Regions from separate parts of the Mus musculus genome. Here regions 1 and 3 are each linked to region 2. A link is a contact called in public HiChIP or PLAC-seq and promoter capture Hi-C data. All regions are on one chromosome and are shown on one strand. The core of a region is the stretch at or near the end of the contact, and the rest is flanking DNA. Distances in the headings are between cores, read along the strand shown. Region 1 holds the start of Cep131 (centrosomal protein 131). Region 2 holds the start of Mrpl12 (mitochondrial ribosomal protein L12). Region 3 overlaps Ccdc57 (coiled-coil domain containing 57).

Evidence for each region. Promoter capture Hi-C pulls out the DNA fragments that hold promoters and counts their contacts. HiChIP or PLAC-seq counts read pairs in DNA pulled down with a chosen protein or histone mark.
Region 1: a promoter capture Hi-C map of neural stem cells shows a contact between it and region 2. The contact joins the promoter of Cep131 here to the promoter of Mrpl12 in region 2. A contact is called at or near these places in 3 of 39 promoter capture datasets (hippocampal neurons, neural stem cells and pre-B cells), 2 of 115 datasets of contacts at active chromatin or transcription factors (memory CD8 T cells and pancreatic cancer cells) and 2 of 9 other capture datasets (liver and pancreatic islet).
Region 3: a FOXA1 HiChIP or PLAC-seq map of pancreatic cancer cells shows a contact between it and region 2. The contact joins the enhancer-like site here to the promoter of Mrpl12 in region 2. A contact is called at or near these places in 7 of 39 promoter capture datasets (the 3T3-L1 cell line, cranial neural crest, erythroid cells and 3 more), 1 of 484 Hi-C or Micro-C datasets (pre-B cells), 1 of 115 datasets of contacts at active chromatin or transcription factors (pancreatic cancer cells) and 1 of 9 other capture datasets (liver).

Annotation. Positions count from the first base shown.
Region 1 is chr11:120,085,557-120,090,071 of GRCm38.p6, reverse strand. It overlaps Cep131 (centrosomal protein 131), which reads left to right and starts at 3,245. Exons shown (of 26, transcript NM_009734.3): 1 at 3,245-3,420.
Region 2 is chr11:120,482,625-120,486,704 of GRCm38.p6, reverse strand. It overlaps Mrpl12 (mitochondrial ribosomal protein L12), which reads right to left and starts at 2,068. Exons shown (of 5, transcript NM_027204.3): 1 at 1,937-2,068; 2 at 1,276-1,462; 3 at 963-1,049. The coding sequence starts at 2,013. It overlaps Hgs (HGF-regulated tyrosine kinase substrate), which reads right to left. Exons shown (of 22, transcript NM_008244.3): 19 at 4,042-4,080; 20 at 3,842-3,961; 21 at 3,604-3,690; 22 at 2,721-3,316. The coding sequence ends at 3,206.
Region 3 is chr11:120,896,631-120,900,783 of GRCm38.p6, reverse strand. It overlaps Ccdc57 (coiled-coil domain containing 57), which reads left to right. Exons shown (of 19, transcript NM_027745.1): 8 at 2,817-2,975. Among named protein-coding and RNA genes, the nearest start is that of A430102A20Rik, 34 kb to the left of the region's middle. Within about 2 kb of position 2,608, at least 36 of the 459 cell types and tissues checked have an H3K27ac peak or open chromatin away from gene starts, as enhancers often do. A contact at or near this core is called in liver and pancreatic cancer cells, where this site is marked.

The sequences.
Region 1 (4,515 bases), core at 1,996-4,495, 400 kb after region 2:
TGTGTGTACTGGTAAGTGCGGGACCCCTGGGGCTGTACTCCCAGCTCAGTTTGTATACAGTGGTGAATTGACATTAAAGTTTACAGGAAAAAAAAAAAGAGATCAGAACAGTCAAGATGATCTTACAACTCCTATGGTGTGGCTTTTCAAACTGGGAATTGTTCTGTGGACCCCAGGGACAGAAACATTTTCACTGCTGAGTCAAGGGTTGGAGGAGCAGGGAAACGCTCATGGCGGGTGTACCACTGAAGAGTGGCCTTTTCCCTGGTAACTGTTGGTGATGTCTGGGGTGGGGGGTGGCACTTAGAACCCCTCCTCTCCTGCCATGCCCAGAGGTCAGGGTTCACCACAGCTGTGCTAGCCAAGGCTGGTATCGTCGGGGTCTACACAAGTGGTGGTCAGCGACAGCGTCCACATCTCGTAGGTAGAACCTCACAAGCCTAGGTTCCTGAGCCACGCCCTTGGTCGGGGGCGTTTTCTTTATCTGCAGTAGTTCAGTGAGGAGGTAGTAGCCGTCAATGGTGTTGGAGCTAGCAATGTGTAAAAAACTGAAAACATCTTGGCCCATACCTCACACTTCACACAAAAATTTAAAGTGAACCATAACCTAAGAATCAGAAACACCTGATGGTGGTATGCCCCTTTAATCCCAGCACTCAGGAGGCAGAGGTGGCTCGCCATGAAGCTGAAGCCAGCCTTGTCTACATAGGGAGCTCTAGGCCGTCCAGGTCTACATACTAAGACCCTGTGTTGGGGAAGAAACCTTATTAAAGGGAAAAGGCTTTAATGTCATAGTTAAGGGAATGGAAAGTCGAGCCAAACACTGAGAGACTTTTCAGGTGACGTCTCTCGCAGACTCACGTGAAAACCTCGCTGAGAACACAGGATCGATGGCATAGCTAGGCTGGTGAAGGCATTTTTACCACACAGTCTGACAACCAGAGTACAATCCCTGGGACCCACATGGTAGAAAAAGAAAACTGATTCATGAAGGTTATCCTTACCTCTACATGTTTGCTGTGGCGTGAGTGTACACACACACACACACACACGCACACACCCAAAGTTTAAAGCTCAAAACTAGAAAATCACCCAAATTACAGAGTGGGTAAATGATCTGACAGACATGAAGGGAGACGAATGCAGGGATGGCAGATGAGCCGTGTGATGTGCAAACCACTCACCTGGCCAGGAGAACAGCTAGCGAAGGGGCAGCTTTGGGTTACAAGAGTCCAGCTTGGGTGCTGGGGAGATGGCTCAGCTGTTAAGAACACTGGCTGTTCTCCCAGAGGTCCTGAGTTCAATTCCCAGCAACTACATGGTAGCTCATCTGTAATGGGATTGATGCCCTCTTTTGGTGTGTCTGAAGACAGCTACAGTGTATTCACACACACACCCCAACCATTCACCTATTAACGTCACTGAGAGAACAGGACCCAAACACTCCAAGAGCGGAAGGAACAGACACCAACTGGGACATTGTCTGGACAGTAACTAGAAAACATTCTGGCAGTTTCTTAAATAGCACTGATTTCTGCCCTAAGAATTTGCAGAAGATGGGAAAACCTGGGCTTACACAAAAGCCAGCAAGTGAGTGTCTACAGCTGCTTCCATCGTGTGAACTCTCGCTTGGAATAGTTGCTTCCTGGGGCATTCTAAGAGTCAGGTGACATGTTGGCTAGGACAGCAGAATGAATCCTCCAGCTTTGGGGTGGTTGGGGTGGGGATTTAGGAAGACACTCTGTGCCATCTTGTCTCTGACTTTCCTCAAGAGACAAAACAAAGGGTCCCAGCCAGCTGGTGCCTGAAGCAGCTGGGATTAAACAAGGAATGGCTCTGTAGGGTGTGGCGGAAGGGTGACTAAGTCTGAATGGGTGTTTACCCGACACCAAAGGATGTGAATTTTGATATGTATAAACCAAATCTTTCTCTTAATTTTAAAAAAGAAGCCACCGTGAGCGCATGCCTTTAATCCCAGCACTTGGGAGGCAGAGGCAGGTGGATCTCTTGAGTTCAAGGCCAGCCTGGTATACAGAGTGAGTTCCAGGACAGCCAAAGCTGCACAGAGAAACCCTGTCTCGAAAAAACAAAACAAAACAAAACACAAAACAAACAAACAAAAAAGGAAGCCACCATCAGTGTTTAAAAGCACCTACTATGCTGAGTGGTGGTGGTACACACCTTTAATCCCAGCACTTGGGAGGCAGAGGCAGGTGGATCTGTGAGTTCAAGACCAACCTGGTCTACAGAGGGAGTTCCAGGACAACCAAGGCTACATAGAAAACCCTGTCTCAAAAAAAAAAAAAAAACCAAAAAAACAAACAAACAAAAAAAAGCACTTGTATAGGACCGGGTTTTAGTTCCCAGCACCCACATGGCATCCTACAACCATCCATAACTCCAGTTTCAGGAGATCCAGCACCCTCAACATGATGCAGAAACTTACACATAATAAATCTTAGAAAGAAAAGATGAAAGCCAGGTGTGGCGGCACTTTGCCCGTAATTCCAGATTTAGGAGGGGAAAAAAGCAAAGGATCAGGAATTCCACGTCATTCTCAGCTATATAGTGTGTTCGAGGACAGCCTGGGCTACGTGGTATATGAGATGCTTTCTTAGTGCAAAAGTGGCTGAGGTTCAATGGCAGAGTCCTTATTTAGCACATGCAAGGCCCTGGACCACCATCCTAACTTACCACACACACACACACACACACACACACACACACACACACACACACGCACGCACGCACACACGCACTCACACGCACGCACACGCGCTTGTTCATAAGATTAATATGCGGATAATTTTTAAAGCATTTGAGTTTATAACATTGTTATTTAATGTAACTTCTGTTGGAGAGGCCATCTGAGCTTGTGGGTCCCGAGCCCTTTGGCAGACAGGAAAGACCACATCTATACACTTGGAGACTCCGACAGTGTCTTTGAAAGCAGTTAGGAAAGATTGGGGATAGGAGGCATCATTGCGCGGTCCTGCCAAGGCACCGGAGAGGCCCAGGGCTGCGCGGGGGCCTCAGAGGGTGCCGGGACCCGCAGGCTCCGCCTCCTTAAAGCCCCGCCCCTCTGCCTGCCCCACTCCACTTTGGCTTTCGGCAGCTCCTCCCACTCCGGGACTTACAGGACAGCCTAACGGCCCAATGAACTACCCGAAGATCAGGGCGGGCGTCCGGAGAGCCAATCCCTGAGCGGCGCGCGCTGCAAAGGCGGGCCGGCGTGACGGACAGCGGAGGAGGCACCAGGCTGGTTGCTAGCCGCCGCCGCCGCCGCTCGCCCCTGCGGACAGCGTTTTATTGTCACCCACGGCGGAGGCCGCGCCAGCCCCGTGGGGCCCCGGGTGGCTCTGCAGCCGCGCCCGCCAGGCCGAGCCCACGGGCCCTGCGCCCCAGGCTAGGTCCGCGCAGGTGAGGGGCGTCTCGCGGTGAAGGGTCGGGCCCTGCAGCGAGGTCGGCCTGTGCCCAGTACCCCCAGCCCCGGAAGGTCGCCGTGGGCTCCATTCGGGCGGCCCGGAACCCCTGCCTTAAACCTCAAGAGACCTAGGGGATGCGGGTCGCCCGCGGAGGAGCACAGCAGTGCGCTGCTCAAGGGCTCTGCCTCTGCGAGTCAGCTGGCCCCCGAGGGAGCAGGCTCCTGCCCCTCCGGCTCCTGCGGGAGGCGCGGTTTTGTCCAGGGTGAGGCTGGCCTCCCCAGCCTCCGGCCATCTGGCTTATAGATTTCCATGGAGAGGCTATGTTTACCGCCCAGAACCTCACTGGCTGCACGTGGTGCTGGGAAAGCTATGTCCACCAGACTTAGGAGCTTAGGATCCACCAAGGTGTAGCCAGTGCCAAGAAGGGCAAGGTATTAGGTTTCACCTACACAACCAGAAATGTGTAACGGGGACACTGGCCGGACTGATGGCAAAGCAGCCTCAGAGTAGGGACACTGCCCCCTACTACACACATCTGGATGTCAGTACCAAGGCAGCTTGACTTTGGACCATGGTGAGTGTATGCTCCTGGCTCCCTGACTCTGAAAGGGGATTGTAATCACTTAGCAGTTGTCCCATGTCCCATCTCCCAGGTCTCAGGACCTCAGTGCCCTCCACACATCAGGACCTAAGACTGTGTGGTCCCTGTCCTCTCAAGGGAGTCCTAGAGAAAGCAAAACAGTTGGTAGAAGAAAAGCTGATGGTGCTGTGGAGGCAGGGGGATTGCAGATGCAGTGGTGTGCTAGGATGCACTGCCAAGATTTGAGGAACAGCAGGGAGGGAGGCAGGCTTAGTTAATGCACAATGAAGTGCTTATAGAAAACAGGGTCAGAGCTGGACTTCTCAGGTACTCAGATTTACTCTGCCATCCTGAGAAGCCATTTCCCCTGTGGGTATAACCTGAGCTGAGAGCAGTGTGGAAGTATTGGGTGATGTGAGCACGGGCCCTGGCCGGATAGCCTGCTGTACTTGTGCAAAGCTCAGGGATGGAGAGGGTGTATAAAGGAGAGAGTCTGGGGCAGAGTTCAGG
Region 2 (4,080 bases), core at 819-3,318:
CCTTCAGATTTCTTCCCCCTGGTTTTTCAAGTCAGGGTTTCTTGGTACAGCCTTGGCTGTCCTGGAACTCACTCTATAGACCAGGCTGACCCCGAACTCAGAAATCTGTCTGTCTCTGCCTCCCAAATGTTAGGATGTGTGCCACCACTGCCTGGCTTCTCCCACTCAAAATTTAAATATCCCTTGGAGGGCTGGAGAGATGGCTCAGCGGTTAAAAGCACCGACTGCTCTTCCGAAGGTCGTGAGTTCAAATCCCAGCAACCACATGGTGGCTTACAACCATCCTTAATGAGATCTGACTCCCTCTTCTGGAAATGTCTGAAGACAGCTACAGTGTACTTACATATAATAAATAAATAAATCTTTAAAAAAAAAAATCACTTGGAAACCCTCTGTCAGCCAGAACTCTTTGAGAAACACCTTGCTTTCTCTTCCTCAACACCTTCAAGTTTGATTCAACATTGTCATGTTGTAGAGGCCTTCCTCGAAATTCCAAGTCTCTTCCCTACCTGTCCAAATTGGTGCAGTGCACTTGAGGCAGGCACTCTCCCACAACATCTCTGTGCCCTCCCTACTTTTAATAATACTCAAGACTGCTGCACTGTTTGGCGTACCGTTTCCTCTCTTCAGATCATTTTTCCCACCAGTGTAGCTCAGAGGGCAGAAGGAAAGCTAGCTTACAGAATCGAGGTCCTGATCCCCAGAACCCATGCGGAAGGGGAGAACCCCCAAAAGCTGACCTTTGACCACCCCCTGCTCATGCACACCCACACACATGCACGCACTAGTAAAGATCTCGAATGCCTTCGGCAGAAAATTTCCCAAAGCTATTGCAGGGAGCCCACAGCAGAACACAGGGATTACAGCTACAGACTCAAGGAGGAACAGGGAAATACCTAAGTTATTGAGTCGGGCAGTTAACTGGGCACACAGAACTGGGTCTTCCTGTGGCCTAGGCTCACCTCAGAGGCCGGTGCTGCAGCAGAGACGGGACCAGGCACCATGCCACCCATTGGCATAAGGCCGACATCCTGGATCTTCAATGTTTTCTGTAGGATGAAGGAGAGGTCTCAGTGGCTGCTTATCAAACCCTAAATGGAGGTACAAATGGAGGTACAAGCCTATTTGGCCCTACCACCTAGGAAAGTACATTTGATAATTTACCAAACTCCCAAAACACCCCAGAAGAGACAGGGACCTCTGACCTTTGTTTGGTAAAAATACAACTAGAAGGCAGGGACTTTAGTCCTGGCCTGTGCCGATCTCTCCTAATACCTTCAGGAGTTCGTTGAGGTCTGAGATCTCCAGGAGCGTAAGGCTGGCAATGTCTTGGACCAGCTGCTGGATCTTGGGGGGGTATTCTTTGGGAGCATTATCCAGAGGTGCGCCGGCGAGTGCTTCACTCCTTCGGTGGCTGCTGCTTCTCAACTGCCGCGCTGCACAGACGCTGGGCATCTGTTGCCTACCCCAGGCAAACAGCCGTTAGATCAGAAAAAACGGGAGACTCAAGGGTACAAGATCCATGTGCTCAGTCTGCCACCGCTGAGGCCAGGCTCCACAAGCTGGGGTTAAGGGACCCGAAAAAGCTTTCCTACATTTCCCATAGAGCCTCAGGAGCCCACGACTATGTCTGCAATACTGCCCAGAACGGCAGGCTTCTGGTTGAATGGAATACATCAGCCTGGCGGGTGCACAGTGCTGCACCAAGCCTTCCAAAGCACGGGGCTCGGGCTATGCTGCCGACCACGGCGATGGGTCTCAGCGGCGGGAAGCTGGGGACGAAAGGTACCTGCACCCAAGGTCGCCCAGGCCGAGCCGCCCTCTCCACGCCCCGCAGGCTGGGCCGCGGAAGGTGGCGATGCGCCCGTCACCCCTTCCCTCTGAACCTACTTCCTGCCCGCCGCCCCGGCAATGGCGCTCTAGACCACCGCTTTACCTGGCAAGGCGAAGCGCTGCCCCCCGGAGTCCAAGCCGTGGCCCCCACAGGCAGCGGCTAGCCGCCACCGGCAGCATAGCTCCGCAAGCGGGAAGGTCACACGCGGCTCTAAGCGGAAGCGACGCTCTATCCGGGAGGAGGCGAGCTGTCCGGGCCGCTCTAGCCCGGGTTGGCTCCTGGTATTACGCACTAGGCGGTGCGACGCGCAGGCGCGGAGACAATACTGGGTTGGCGCTTTCTCCATCAGTCGTGTTCCGCACGCCTTTGTCTCGCCAGGGGAATAAGTAGGCGCCCCCACCCCTTTACCTACGGAACTCATAGCCCCTTGAATTCAACTCAGTGGTCCAAGAGGTTAGCAACCTCAGGAGCCCAGTACTCTAAACCTAGGAGAAGGAAGGGCCTGGAGTCCTCCCAAGAGCTCACTAGGCGGAACCGCCTCCTTTGAGTGCACACTAAGGCGGGCGCTTAGCGGGGAGGGAAAGAGCAAAACTTGAGACCTCACAGAAGTCAGGTTGAACCGTATATTTCAGGGTGAGCTATTGAGAGCTAAAACCTTAAGCAGTGGGTAATCCTGAGGGCAGTTGGGCTGCAAAAGCCCGCGTTTGCACCCTTCCTCACCCGCCTGGTGATGTATCCTGCACCAGATGAGTCTGCAGAATCCCCACCAGGAAGGAGACTGTTGGCAAGTCCACGGTTTCTCAGCCAGTACCCAGCACACTCCACAACAGATGCAGACTATTAAATTGTTGGTCCAACCCAGCCTGCTGCCCGAACAATCAATCATGAGAGTTTTGAAATACATTTTATTTTCACTGCTCTGCACTGAGAGATGACATCCAAGGAGAAGGGGAGACAGAGATACCTAAAGCTTCTACCCTTGCTGTGCAGGAGCCACATGGTTCTTCTGGGTACCAGGGCCAGGCCTGGACACCACACAGTTAGTTCACATCAGACTCCGGGCCAGGCTAAGCATCCCCACAGCATTCACCTGTGGCACCCAACACAGCCGGGCACTCTCCAGAGAAGGTTCTACTTGCCCTGCAGAGCCCCAGTCCCGGGGAGGTCAGACGGCATCAGGACTGAAGCAGGGAACCAGTGATAGGAGCCAGACCACCGAGGACAGGGAAGAGGGCCAAGGGGGAAGGCCCACCCCTTGCTCACAGAAGGGACACTACAGGGCAGTAATAGGGGAGGAATGGCTAGTTAGACATATAAGTGGTTTCTGGTGAACTGTAGTGTTACTCTGCATGGTGAGCGCCAGACTCAAGGTCAGTCAAAGGAGATGAGCTGGGCCTCACTGCCCTGTGCTGGCGGTCCCTGTGTAGGCGCTGGCTGGGCCACAGGGGGTTGCTGCTGGGGAGGGCCGGTGCTGGGGGCCATCTGGAGAGAAAGAGCAGATAGGCTCATCACCCCCCTTCACAAACAAAACCTTCGGCTTAGAACAAGCTTCACCTTAGCACATAGTAGATCAGGTTGTTACCAATATGGCAATGGCACGTGTGATCTCTTGTAAACTTGTCTCCTGTGCAATATGGACGCATGTGTACATACGTGCACTTAATGGCATGTCATGATTCTGTCTGCTGAGCAAAGCCCCTGATGCACCCAGTGCAAGGGATCAAAGGAAGCTCAGAAGTCCAAGGGCAGGCCGCTGGGAGACGGCTCACCTGCTGGTACAGGGGCTGCTGCCCTGGGATGTAGGGCTGCTGGGCTGGCAGAGACGCATCCTGCCCGGGAAGGGCGGTCATGAGATTCTGTGGGAAGTAAGATGGAGCCCGACACTGAGTTATCTGTGACCAGACACAAACAGACCCTCCTGGCTGGAAGAAAGCAGAAGCGAGAGCAAGGAGGAGAGGGCCTGCCTGGGATAGCCCTCTGTGCCTAGCAAAGACTAGGTCTCTTTACCTGCATATTGTACGGCTGGTAGCCCATGGACATTGGCTGGCTCCCCATGTAGCCTATGTTGCTGGTCTGTGGAGGCTGTGAGATGGCTGGGAGGCTCTGTGGGGCCTGAGAAGCCACGCTCTATGGAAGGAAGGCAGTGAGGTGAGGGAAAAGATGAGGAACAGGCAACGGCTGGGTGTAGATGCTGGGTGCCCACATACCTGGTAGCCTGGGGTTGGTGTGGGCTGGTAGGAGGAGTA
Region 3 (4,153 bases), core at 1,359-3,858, 410 kb before region 2:
AAGAATGACTCTGCTTTAGTGCAGGTAGCAGACGTCCTTTATAGATGTTGCTTTCAATTCTCTAGTGGACATGAACAGAGGTGGAAATTCAAACCATACAGCTCTGGGTTTAACTGGGTTTTTTTTGTTTGTTTGTTTTTGTTTTGCTTTGTTTTTGAGACATGGCTGCCCTGTGTAGCCTGAGGTGGCTTGGAAGCCTCTATTCTCCCACCTCAGCCTACCCAGTGCTGGAATTACAGGTGTGCTCCAGGACACTGGCTCCTTCCCAATATTTAATTCAAGCCAGAGTGTTTGGACAACCTGCTCTGCTTGTGCCTCGTGTCAAGAACTGTGGGCACTGGAGAGGTATAGCACTGGGTGTGCGGCGCTGAGCCCCATCCTGGGCAGTGAGGAAATACACAGGGACGCAGTGTTCAAAGGAACACTGAAGTCGGGTATTTGCTAACATTCCCAGGCTTAGATGAGGGTATTTTATCTTTTTTTTTTTTTTTTAGATTTATTTATTTATTATATGTAAGTACACTGTAGCTGTCTTCAGACACACCAGAAGAGGGAGTCAGATCTCGTTAGGGATGGTTGTGAGCCACCATGTGGTTGCTGGGATTTGAACTCAGGACCTTTGGAAGAACAGTCAGGTGCTCTTACCTGCTGAGCCATCTCACCAGCCCCTCTTTTTTTTTTTTTTTTAAAGATTTGTTTATTTTATGTATATGAGTACACTGTAGCTGTCTTCAGACACACCAGAAGAGGGCACCAGATCCCATTACAGATGGTTGTGAGCCACCATGTAGTTGCTGGGATTTGAACTCAGGACCTCTGGAAGAGCAGTCAGTGATCTTAACCACTGAGCCATCTCTCCAGCCCCCACTCCCCACCCCTTTTTTTTAAGCAGACAAATTGCTACCCAAATTACACTTCTACTATGGGGAGAAGTAGTTCTTAGACCTGTGTAGTATCAGGAAATTAAAGCTTATTCTACATGGGCTAGATAACTCAGTGCTTAAGAGTGATGGCTACTCCTCCAAGGGTCCGAGTTCAGTCCTCGGAACACACATGCAGACAAAATACCACAGACATAAAGTAAAAATAAAACTAGCAATTGTACTTTGAGAAGCTTGGTGGTACTGCTTTGTTAAGTCCAGTGTGCTCTGGTTTATTTTGTAAGAAACCCAAGCAGCTCACCATAGTGAGCCAACGATGCCCAGCTGTGCTGTGGCTGCCTCGAGGAACGAATGCTGGCTCATTGCTGTTCCTTTGCAGTGGCAGGGCCCTACAGAGCCTGGCTGCTTCCTGCCTCCTCTTGAAGCCTTAAACTAAATGACTTTGTGTTTTGACAGGGTCTCACTCTGTATAGTCCTGGCTAGCTTGGAACTCATAATCCTCCAGCCTTAGCTTCCTGGAATTATAGTGTGTCACATCCAGGCCAGCCTGGTCTACAAAGTGAGTTCCAGGACAGCCAGGGCTACACAGAGAAACCCTGTCTCAAAAAAACCAAAAAAAAAAGGGGGGGGGGGGTTACTACTACAGACAGGGCATTTCCCTGACAGTAGAAAACAGGGCAGGGTGACATGTATCTGTAATCTCAGAGCTCTTAAGGTGAGGCCAGCCTAGGCTGCTAACTGAAACCCCATCTCAAAAGAACATGTTCAGAAAACCCAAATTTGAATCTCTCTTCTTACTTGTGGGGAGTTTGGTGACCAGTCCACCTCTGTCCAGCATGTGCTGGCATTCTGTGACAACCTCAGTGCTCAGTGCTTGCCCTCTCGGTGGGTTTGCACACATGTATGATTAGGATAAAGACACAGGTTTGCTAGTGGCATGTCTGCTCCACTTGGAGCAGTCAGAGTCTACTGGTCTTCACTGTAAGACGGCAGTAGTCATACTGGCAGCTAAGTCAGGCCACGTGTTGGGGAAAGGAGGTAGAATGTGAAGGAGGCCACAGTGGACACAGGTCACTGGACCAGGTGTTTCTGTGCTGACCCTGGGAATGCCGGCCTGGGAAGCAGCCTGGTGAGAAGTGTTGCTGAGGGCATTTCCAGGAGCATTTCCTCAGTACCAGACACCGGCTCAGAAGGCAGAGTCAGGTGGGCTTGCCCAAAGTGACTGAAAGTGGCTGCCTCGTGTGTCCTGTTTTCAGTACTCCCAGAGCGTGTGAGATGTGGCACAGTGGCTCTCCATGCTGTTCCAGGGCAGGTTTGAGACTCAACACCTGGCTCTTGATTCAGGGCAGCTACTCACCTTCTGCTTGTCATGCCCACACGGGACAGCCCATCAGCACAGAGCCCCAGAAGGTCTGTTCCCAGGGGTGTGGTCTTTGGTGCACCGTGTGACAAAGGCAGGTTTTCCGTGAGCAGGGATGGTCTTGGTTAGATGGCCTCTCCTGAAAGTGTCACTTGATGTGTGTTTTTTGGGAAAGCTTGCGTGTTTGGGCGGTTTGCCCAGCAACACTTGACTGTCAAGCTAATGTGTGGCCTCTAGAGTCTTCTTGAAGTGTGTTAGGTGCTGGACTGGGCACAGTGAAAGATGCAGAGGTGACTCACCAGCAGCACTTCCTCAGTCCCACAGGCTGTGTGTACAGATCACCTTTCCCCCTTGCGTAATTTGGCCCTTTATAGTCAATTAGTTAACAGTAGCTTGGCTGGCTGCTGGATGTTTCTTCCTGAGTAGAACCATGGTCTTAAATTAGGCAATGGTTTGCCTTCTAATGTGGCTTTTTGAGAGGGCTGGCCAACTGTGTGTGTGCTCCTCTGGGTCTGTATGGGAGCACGAGAGAGAACAGGAGACGCTCACTGCACTCCCAAACTCTTCCCGTGCAGATTTCGTGAAGATGCGGCAGCTCTGAAAGCTGCCTGGGACGCCCAGATCACGCAGATGTCCAAGGAGACTGTCTCCAAAGACTTTCAGATTCACACGCTGCAGGAAGAAGAGATGAAGCTCAAGGCACAGGTGGCCAGATTCCAACAGGACATAGACAGGTACCATTCCCAAGGCAGTCACCCATGCTGAGTGTTTCCTGCAGACAAGAACCATTACAGGTCCTCAGGATTGAAACCACATCAAACAAACTTGGCCCTGCATTCCCTGGGGGAGGAATGGTCAATGGTTTGAAAGCAGATCGTGGTGGTAGTAAGGACAGCAAACATCCAAGCCCAGAGGGCATGTCCAGAGACTTTGGGATGAGGAGATCAAGGAGAGCAGCCAAGGGCTGGTGTGGTGGCGAGCAATGTCCACCTTCCTCTGCCATCAGCTTGCAGAAGCAGACAGAGTACCATGATTTCAAGGCCAACCTGATCCCCATAACACTGCAGGACATCCATCTCTACATGGAGAGACCCTATCTCAAGGGAAAGAAAAAAGAAAGAAAGAAAGAAAGAAAGAAAGAAAGAGAGAGAGAGAGAGAAAGAGAGAGAAAGAAAGAAAGAAAGAAAGAAAGAAAGAAAGAAAGAAAGAAAGAAAGCAAGCAAGCAAACAAAACCCACCATGCTTGTCTCTCCTGTTGATTGTAGTAACTTACACTTGGTGAAAGCAAGGGCCTGTTCTTACAGTGTCATCAAGTCAGACGATGTAATCCAGATGGACACACACATCCACACCCTCCACTCTGTCTCATCCAGACCCCTCAGCTCTGTGGCCAGCCCTGACCACCCTGGGGAAGGGCCTTTGTGGACTGGACTTCTGAATGGCGGCCATAATATGGCTTTTGATCCTAGCTTCTTTGGATTTATCACTGGTTTGTGTTTGTTTGTTTGTTTTGTTTTGTTTGTTTGTTTTTAAGATTTATTTATTTATTATATGTAAGTACACTGTAGCTGTCTTCAGACACTCCAGAAGAGGGCACCAGATCCCATTACAGATGGTTGTGAGCCACCATGTGGTTGCTGGGACTTGAACACTGGACCTTTGGAAGAGCAGTCGGGTACTCTTACCCACTGAGCCATCACACCAGCCCTGTTTGTTTTGTTTTGTTTAGGTTTTCCTCTGATTTTTTTTTCTGTCCATTTTGGTACTTTGATCTCCTCTGTCCACTTTGTCCCTGTCCCTGGTTCCTGTAATCTTACTGCCTGTCAGTGGATAGCAAAGGCTTCTTATGACACTGGTCATTTGATGGCCTCCCCTTTACCTTAGACCAGCCTCACTGGAGGCTTATCAGTTC